Linked DNA regions of Mus musculus: regions 2 and 3 are each linked to region 1. The links are chromatin contacts, called in public Hi-C and promoter capture Hi-C maps. All regions are on one chromosome and are shown on one strand. Each heading gives the region's core, a stretch centred on a gene start, on an enhancer-like site or on the middle of the called end of the contact. The rest is flanking DNA. Distances are from core to core; before and after follow the strand shown. Region 1 holds the start of 9530052C20Rik (RIKEN cDNA 9530052C20 gene). Region 2 holds the start of Trmt10a (tRNA methyltransferase 10A). Region 3 holds the start of Bcl10 (B cell leukemia/lymphoma 10).

What was found. Promoter capture Hi-C pulls out the DNA fragments that hold promoters and counts their contacts. Hi-C and Micro-C count contacts between places; a contact is called where the count stands out from the background.
Region 2: a promoter capture Hi-C map of pre-B cells shows a contact between it and region 1, with 5 times the contacts expected there. The contact joins the promoter of Trmt10a here to the promoter of 9530052C20Rik in region 1. A contact is called at or near these places in 1 of 39 promoter capture datasets (pre-B cells) and 2 of 484 Hi-C or Micro-C datasets (CD4 T cells and CD8 T cells).
Region 3: a contact with region 1 is called in a Hi-C map of regulatory T cells, with 8 times the contacts expected there. The contact joins the promoter of Bcl10 here to the promoter of 9530052C20Rik in region 1. A contact is called at or near these places in 4 of 484 Hi-C or Micro-C datasets (CD4 T cells, muscle stem cells, regulatory T cells and 1 more).

Annotation. Positions count from the first base shown.
Region 1 is chr3:142,881,004-142,884,003 of GRCm38.p6, reverse strand. 9530052C20Rik (RIKEN cDNA 9530052C20 gene) reads right to left here and starts at 1,509. Exons shown (of 2, transcript NR_152127.1): 1 at 1,018-1,509. It overlaps Pkn2 (protein kinase N2), which reads left to right and starts at 2,000. Exons shown (of 22, transcript NM_178654.4): 1 at 2,000-2,393. The coding sequence starts at 2,346.
Region 2 is chr3:138,142,025-138,145,024 of GRCm38.p6, reverse strand. Trmt10a (tRNA methyltransferase 10A) reads right to left here and starts at 1,577. Exons shown (of 8, transcript NM_175389.5): 1 at 1,429-1,577. It also overlaps a transcript of Mttp not described here.
Region 3 is chr3:145,922,779-145,925,778 of GRCm38.p6, reverse strand. Bcl10 (B cell leukemia/lymphoma 10) reads right to left here and starts at 1,517. Exons shown (of 3, transcript NM_009740.2): 1 at 1,264-1,517. The coding sequence starts at 1,320.

The sequences.
Region 1 (3,000 bases), core at 260-2,759:
TCTGCCAGCTGCTGCCTCCCAATTGCTGGGATTCAAGGAGTGTACCATCACACCTGGCATTGCACAAATACTTCTTAATAGTTAGCCACTTGTTATGTATATATGAAGTTTCTCATCTCTTTCCTGGAGAAAAGTAAATTATAAAAAAAGAAAAAGAAAAACATATCAATAGGAATCTAGTGACCCACTTTAAATGGTAAGTTTTGTTGTGTATACTTTACAGTAAAAATCATACTACCACTTTGTACCTACCATTTAAAATTGTAATAGTGTTTTTGGACACAACACTGCTTCCTCAAGAGGACTCCCCACTTACTTGTTATAGACTCTTTCTTAAGACTACTCATAACTCCAGGGCCTAACTCTCTCTGTTAGTTACTAGGGAAGGTAATCATATAACTTGGCTTCTCCCAATGTTGTTAGTTCCTTGTTGCTTCCTTGATTAATAAGCCTCCATTTTAATAGCAGGAGTTAAAAATGTTACTCACACTATAGTAAGTATGAAGACAAAGTAATGTGTCTCAGATTTACAGCTCTGCCATTCTTGAAGCAACGGTTAATTACAAGCCAATTCCAGCTCTAGCAAAGTATTTCACACTCTGCAGTATGATGAAACTGGATGCGTGTTTACAAATATTTCACTTAAGCTATAAGCAGTTTCTAGAGTGAAACAGTATTCCTAAGACGACACTTGGCGAAGTAACAGTGTTCATCCATTAAACGCATTCTAAAGTTGATTATGTAACTTAATAATTAAGGCACTTGTTGCTTTTATCATTTTCAGCCCAGGCAATTCATTAAACATATAAATAGTAAAACTTTTGAAGTACAGAACGGAAAAGTTTTGCCAGTATATTGTGAGCCGGAGTCACAGAACTCTAGATTTTCAATGATTTCTGACTTCAATGATTTCTGAGACTCTTGGAGAAAAATCTGCAGGAGCCTGCATCAATGTCCCATGAAAGGTAAAGTGCTTCTCAGACTTGTAGCTACCCACCTGAAACCTGCCATACTCACCTAAATAGCCATCACCACTTTGTCCACATTGCTTTGAACCAGCTATATTAGATGCACTTAATCTTCAGAACCCCAAGGGAAGCGTTTACCGAGAGTGTCCACTCATTGATTAGACAAAAAAAGTATCTGTTGATACTTGTGATACATAAGTGTTACTTGTAGAAGTCCATTTTCCCACAAGTTACACTATGTTACTAAGTAGACTGTGCTACTAAGTAGCTAATTCCGATAGGCTGCTAAGTAGCTAGTTAAGGCTCACTACTAAGTAGACTCTGCAACTAAGTAGTTAGTTCTCATTTATACCTCCCCAAGTAAAGTCGGCTTTGGCTCCTTCCCGACGCTGATTCTGCCTCATCTCTTTCCATTAAACTTACGTTGAAAAAAAAAAAATCAACAAATGAGCTAAGTCAGCTTTGAGCTCAGTAGTTTTCTAGTCCCAACCACAGAGTTCAGGGTAGCGCTCGAGGAAAAGGCAGCCCGTGGGGACTGCTCGGAGCAGAGGCTGGCGCCCTGACCACGCCCACTTCTCCCAAGGGCCTCTTCCGCCCGGGTTTGGCTCGCGGTGCACCTTACTGGTGGCGACGTCGCGCGAGCCAAAGGCGAGAGGTGGACACGCTTCGGCAGGTGGGGGAGGGAGGAAGCGACAGCTCGGGGTGGGCGGGCGGGAGGGCGCGGCTCCCCAGCAGGGAGGGCCGAAGCGAGGCTCAATCTGCGGCCGGCCGGAGGCCAGACCTAGCGTTCGCGCAGAGCCGTTAAGCGCAGCCGCGGTGGGTGTGGTCTGCTCGCTCGACTTCCCGCCTCCCGGCGACGCGAGCCCGGGGCCTTTCGCCTCCCTGTCATCCGGGCCCGCCCAGAGTCCGCCCCGCCCCGCGCGCCTGGCCCTGGGGTCCCCGCCAACCCTCCTTGGCTTCCCAGAGCCCGCCCAGCAGGGGGCGGGGCCCCGCGGCAGTCACGTGCGCCGGCAGCCGCCAAGCGCGGCCGCTTTTGCGACGCGGTGACAGCCAAATGGTGCGACAGGAGGAGCTGCCGCCGCGGCCGCTGCGCCCCGCACCGAGAGCTCCGAGTCGGCTCCCGGCGTCGCCCTGAGGGAGCGGCTGAGGGAACAGAGTCCGGCGGGCGGCGGCGGGCGGCGAGGGGAGCCGCGCCGCGAGGGCCCTCGCTCCCCGCCGCTCTCCATGAGCCGCGCCTGCAAGCCGGGCCGCGCCTCCATGACTCCCTAGCTGCCGCTTTCTCTCCGGTCCTCGCCCCCCGCCCGGCTCTCCCGTCCCGCCTTCTCCCTCGGCCGCGCCGCTGGGCGCCTTCAGGTGCGGAGGCCCGAGCGGAGCGCCATGGCGTCCAACCCCGACCGGGGGGAGATCCTCCTCACCGAGCTGCAGGTAAGGGCCGCGGCCCTGCGGGAGCGCCGCCCGGGGAACCCGGGAGGGGAAGGCGGCCGCGGGGTCGGGGTCGGGGACGCTGCGCGGCGCGGCGCGCCCCTGGCCCGCTAGGTGTGGAAACTCGCGGGGTGTCAGGCCGGAGCCGCCTCTCCGCCCCGGGACCCGGTCTCCCGCGCGCGCTCTCGGAGGCCACCGGGCGGCGGGACCCCGTCCCCGCGGGCGGGGCCGCTTACTCGCTCGGGTCCCCTCCGGGTGTCACCGCCCCGCCCTCCCCCCAGCCCCGCTCCCTAACTCCTTTGAATGACTCCCAGGCTGTGGGCGGTTCCCTCCCTTTCCCCTCCGACCGCACAAAGAGCGCCCCCCGAACTTGAGCCCCCGAGGGCTCGCTCCGAAGTGATGGCCTTGCGCTGCCAGCCGCCTTCAGGTGACCGCGAGCCCGTAGCGTGATCTGCGGGCCGCGTCTCTCTCCCAACTTTTCCTTTTGAACTCCGTGAGAGAGAGAGAGGTGGTCCCTCGGATGGCTCTCCCTGCTCACATCCGGAAGTTCAAATATTGATGCTTCCCCCCCCCCCCCACCGCCCCAGACTTTCATTTTCCCTCCGGTTTG
Region 2 (3,000 bases), core at 328-2,827, 4.7 Mb after region 1:
CAGCCTATCGTGAGCTTGTCCTAACATTAATGTGTTTTATCAATTCTTGAAACACTGTACTGGGTGTTTCCTAAGCTTTGATTAAATAAGCCAGACTACTGAACAACACATGAAATATGTTTCATTTTATAAAATACATGAATGCAGATAAAATACTAGCTGGCTGTCTTGTTTTGTCTAGACTTCACCAAGATAGCTTCCGCTCCGACTGTCTACTAAGTAATAGAGTAAGAATTTGATGCATTATGTAAAACACGGCACTTTTGAACACACGGCTTTAGTTTGGGTCACGAGGTGAATCTCTATGGCAGCGAGTCTGAGGCTTCTCCCAGACCAGCAGTGATGCTTAAAGCACATTTTAATCCACTAATCCAAGTCTAACAAGTATTTAAGAACATTTTACAGAAAGATAAAACAACTCTGAGACTTTACTTTAGCATATCTTAAAAAGAAAAAACCTGGATGGTTAATTCTTGGATATAAGTTATCAGACAGGATTACAAAACTCAAAACTGAGTAATACTGACAAAGACTATCTGGTGTGGGGAAGAGCATACGTCACTTAATGCCAAAGACAAAAACCCGGCTGTTATCAAATCGACTAAAACGGCCCTCGTAGTCTTTAAGCTTTCTTTTCGGTAACTCTAAAATCAATACATGCCTACTTCAGGGTATTTTTATGTTATTTTATTTTTTTTTATTTTTAAACGCGTTGGTCTGTACCGCAGTAGCAATAGCCCTTTGTTCAGTTGTCAAAGTCCCTTTGGCTTGAGTTCTGGCTTGGGAGGGAATCTCAGGAGAGCTTTTTTTTTTTTTTTTTTTTAAATGAGTAATTTTACATCTCCGGACACGCAACCACATTTTAAACACAAAATATTTCAGTGGCAACCGGTAACGCGTCCATCTTAACCTCATCCTCAGCTGACCACGAGGCCGAGCCGCCTGGGCAGCAACTGCCCCTCGGCGCCCTTACATGCGACGGCCTGACCCAGGGAAGGAAAAAGAGGAAAAGAAGGGAAAACGGCTCGCCTGCCCTCTAGGCGCAACGCAGCGTTGCGACAAGCTACCCTGAGACTCCACATGGCTCCTTTCTGCCACACTTCCGGTAGGGACTCTCCTAAACAACAGAAACCCGGAGCGCACACCGCGGCGACAACCGGGCGCGCGCACGCCCCGAGCGGGGCCCTGCGCCCGCGAACGAACCGCAGCTGACCAATCACGACTCTGGAAGACGGCACGTGAGTGGCGAGGGGCGTGGAAAACGCACACCTGACGCCACTTCCTCCGCAAACCGGCAACTACTTCCCAGGCCCTCACCCTCTACTCCGGAAGCCTTGGTTGCAGCGGAGGCTAGGGTAGCTCACGCTCCTTTGGCATCCGAAAGGATACCAACGGGCAGGGGCACGACAGCCGCAGTGCCATATTTACCGTGCCGCGGGGCCGGTGGGGAACGCCGGGGTGCGGTTAGAAAGCCTTTCTGAAGTGTTCTCGGCTCCACGCGGTCGTCCTCCTTCAGAAACTTCAACTCCCAGAGGCAGAGGCGGTGGTTGCGCGCCCGGTTACGGCACTTACGGCTTACGTCATCGGACTGCGCTAACTCCAAACCGGAGAAAGAGGAGGAGCCTGTAGGGGGCGGGGTCTGGGCCTGGGTTTTGCGGGAATGGTTAGTGGCTACCGCGAGGCGTTTTTCCCGGTCAAGCGTTGCATTTCTACCCACAGGCCTGTGTAAGCTCGGGTCTCGAGGCGAAGATCGCCCCACTGAAAGAAATTGAAATGCGAAACAGACGAAATGCTCTTATTTTTTTCTGCGTTGAGAGGATGATCTAGTATTGCCCAACGTACTTCTAATTTATGTAAGAAAGTTACCAATGGTCTTTCATAAGTGAAAAAATTGTAAACTGAAATTTTTAATAGAAATTCATCGAACTTAGGAATTTTAAAGTTTTCTTTTTATGTCCTTAGTAAAACATAATACTTTACAGTCCATCCTTTGAGGTTTTGTTTATGCTGTTTTGCAAAACACTAGTGATATTTCATCGTTTGTAAATACTTGACCTTATATAATCTTTTTGCTAAATATAGACCAAGTCAACCGAGGGAAAAAGAAAAACCAAACAGTTGGGTAGGTTGGTCTTTTTGTAGTTGTTTTGTTTTAATTTGGCTTTTCTGATGGATGAATCTGTAGAATTTGCAGATAAAAAACTATTTTTCAAATAAAGACCCATCATTAGATTTTTCTTGTTGCTTGACCTTTTGAACTTGTTACAGGCTCTTAAATGAACTGAATCGTCTCTGAATTTAGTGTGTGGGGGAGATCTTTTTTAAACTCTGTTTTTATTTGGAAAAAGATGTGGATCACATGCTCTGTGTTGTGGATCTCTCAAATCTTAGAGATTTCTGTTAACTGAACATTGGCAGTAAAATGTGAATCCACTTATGAGCTGTTAGTAGGGCATCTTTTTTCGGCTGCCTCCGTATCAGGGCAGAGAGTAGCTGAGGGAGGGTTAGTAACTGGATATGGAGCCCTTCACATGTAGGTCATTAAATTCAGGCTGGCAGAGTGGTGTGCCAGATCTTTCAGCAGCTGTTCTGTTGCCCTTATGGGATCTGTCTTTAAAATAACGGTACAGTTTTAGAGGTAATGCCTAGCATCCTTGATATCTAAAAGAGTTTTTAAGTTAGGAGAAAAATCCTCATTTTTATGATGTGACCAAATTTGACTTGGTTATTTGATCTCATGGTTGCAGAATCAATCCAAAGTATGAAAAAAAAAAAAAAAAAAAGGTACGAGTAAAAACTGCAGTTTAGCCAAAGAAGCATATAAAAGTTTAAGATAAAGTCCTGTGATGTAAGGAAGTCATTGATTTATAAAACTCAGGCTTGTTTAACACAGTTGACAGTTCATTGTCTTTGGCTTAGGATTTTGTACAGCAATGACTAAATGATTGTCTCCATCAAAGAAGTAGAGGATCCAGAAGTGAATACATACTTAAGATGCCT
Region 3 (3,000 bases), core at 268-2,767, 3.0 Mb before region 1:
CTCTCTAAGGTTATGGACATCTGACACAGGTCTAACGTGCAACTGTCAGGATGGATGACGTCAATGAACCCCGGAGCAGAAACAAAGGCCTGCAGCACTCTCCTCCCCTATCTACAGACAGGTCTTGTCTTGTTTTGCCAGCTATAAAATGAAAAGCAATTCTCTCCTTATAGGTACTTTAATGATTGTGAGAAAATTCAAAACTGTGGAACATGGGAACAGAGCTCCCAGACTTTACACTTAGGGTTTACTGTCCTCTTAAGGACTATAGTGGGTATCAAAGACCTTGTTTCAAGTAGAATGTGTAGCTTTCCATACAGCAGGTGCCCTACCAACTCCACTGAACACGGAAACTATGGCAGTTATCCTGGCCGTACCTTTCCCTCCTGGTACTTAGCTCTATCAGTTGTAATTATGGGCACAGCGCAATAAACTTTACAAGGGGTAAGTATGGTAGAAAAAGGGGTCTGAAGCACACATACATCTTCAACAACTTGAGGTTAAGTTCGTAAAGACGATTTTTCGGCAGCATTTTGGTGCTAAGTAAGAACGAGTTACCGGTTTTTAATGTGAATTCATGTATATTATCTAAGTTGTGCTCATTTGATTTTTTTTTTTTTTCTGGCAAAAGAAGTTAAAAGGAAGGAAAAAAAAAACGAAGCACGTTGTGGTTAAAGCCATTTCCTCAAATATTACTGTGTCTGTGAAGTTCTACATGGTCTAAGCAGAAGAGTCCAATTTAGTCGGGAGTATTTTCAACGTTTACCTGGGAACCAAGTCTCAGCGAGAAGTACGCACACCCCCTTCATTTAAATACGTGGGCGTCTGATTACTCGGGGAATTCCAGGGCGTGCGTTCAGCTGGCGAGCTTTCCGCAGCCCCCGATAGAGACCAGTTTCACCCATCTGCTCTACGCCCGGGGATGCCTGGTCCAAAGCCCGCTGTGGGCACACTCCGGCGGCTCCCTAGGCTAGCAGCTCCCGCGGCGGTGGCGTGGGATGGGGGATCGGCAGGATGGAAAGCCACCAGCGACGAGCGGATGGCAAGGAAACATCCAAGCCCACCGACAGGCTTAACCGCGGACTCCCGGGTCGCTGGTGGATCGTCTCCAGCCAGCTCCCGGGAAGCAGGCAGGTCGTGCTGTGCCAGGACCCCGCGCTCTTCCGACCTGAAGTTCCCCGTCGCTCAGCTCCGGGTTTCCGCTTTCCTCCGCCCGCCCGCCCCGCTGCGCCCCGCTGCGCCCAGCCCGGCGGAGCTACTCACGTCCTTCTTCACTTCAGTCAAATCCTCCTCCGTGAGGGACGGTGCGGGAGCCTCCATGGCCCAGGCCGGGATGGCGTCCTTCCGGCCCGCGCCACCCCGCCCAGACTAAGGGCTCGGGCCTCCGGGAATCAGGCTGTGACTTCGGGGGGACTAGGAACAGAAGCGGGGGAACGGCCGGCTCACGGACGAGGAGGTGGAGACCTCAACGCCCCACTTCCGGCTCCGCCCCTGGGGCCAGCGGTGCCGCGCTCAGCGTTCTTCCTAACTCAGGCACCACCCTTCGGCGAGGCGGGTCTGCCTGCAGGCCCCACCCACCTACGTGCCAGCCAATCAGTACTACCCTCGGTTACGTCTCTGCTTCCGCAGTGGCTCCGCCCACAGCGGGCGTCCCTCTAACCACGCCCCCTTGTCATTTACATAGGCTTGCGGATTGGACGCCTGAAGGATTTGTTTCCGTGGGCGGAGCACTGGCCGCTCAGTTTAGCGGGATCTCCCCGCCTTCGCAGACTCCTCGTTTGGGTGGAGTGTGGGCTGAGTCGGCCAGAGCATTTTGGTTTGCTTCTCTTTTCCAGATGTTGCGGAACAATTTCCTGTTGTGCTGAGCCAGGTTTTACAGTTGCGTGATCATACGTATATGTATACACGCACACATAACTTCCGTTTGAGGGCCTGCTCTGGGGGGCCACTGCCATTTACCACCTAGAACTAGGGAGACAGGAGCAAGGAGATCTTGAGAGCAGAAAACAAAACGACAAAACACAAAGAAAAAAAAAAAACTGTTAAAAGATTTAAAAATTACCTGCAATCCCATCAATTTAGCAGCACAGGTAGTGTTTGGGTACTTTTAAGTCTCTATTCATTAGAAGCATTTCTCCTTATTAATCTATGCAGTAGAGACAAATTTAAAAAGCTAGGGCCTCTAGGAGTATATTTAAGGTTCTGAAGCTACTTGGTACACAGTTACACTCTCTTATTGTTATCCTTTATCTCTGTTCAGTAAGTAAATTCTAGGGATGCTCTGATGGGGAAGTTGTTTATTGGAGGCCAAATGGCTATTTTCAGAACGATATTTTAACTCGTAGCCCGTGCAAAACGTGTCCTAGTGGATGAGGTGCTCCACATAGAGTCCTAGGCAGAAAATGATTATGTGGTCGATGAAGTAAATCTGCAAGTGTAGACTGAAATGTCAAGAGGACCAAAGGCAACAGGAATCTTTATCTAAAACAAAAGAACCAGTAGAGGCTTAAAGCCACATCTCTGTAGCTTTGATCAGAGTTCTGGAATCTTGGTGTTTACATTATGCCAGGTCTTTTTTTACGCTGATGTCTAGTATACTAGAGTGTTTTCCTGTGTCCTTAGTCATCCGTTGTCTTGTTATAACCCAATTTGCTTAATCATTTGCTCTTTCCTGTAGCAACCATCTGTTGAATGGCAACTACTGAACTACACCCAGATCTTCTTCTAGCAAATCAAACACCTCTGTCCTCCAGCTAGGGTGTGGTGGCACAAGCTAGCTAGCTGTGTTGGCCAACCAACTGCTTGCATCTGACCCAGCTATAAGCAGGAATAAATCATAAACTTACTTAAAACATTAGGAGGGTTTTTTCCTTTTTGCATTTTTTCCCCACATTTTGGATATGTAGGTTTTTTTTTGTTTGAACCCTGCAGATAAGAATATCCTGTCTCAAAATAAAAAACAATAGACCCAGTCATAAGTATTGTCAAAGTTCAAGGTTA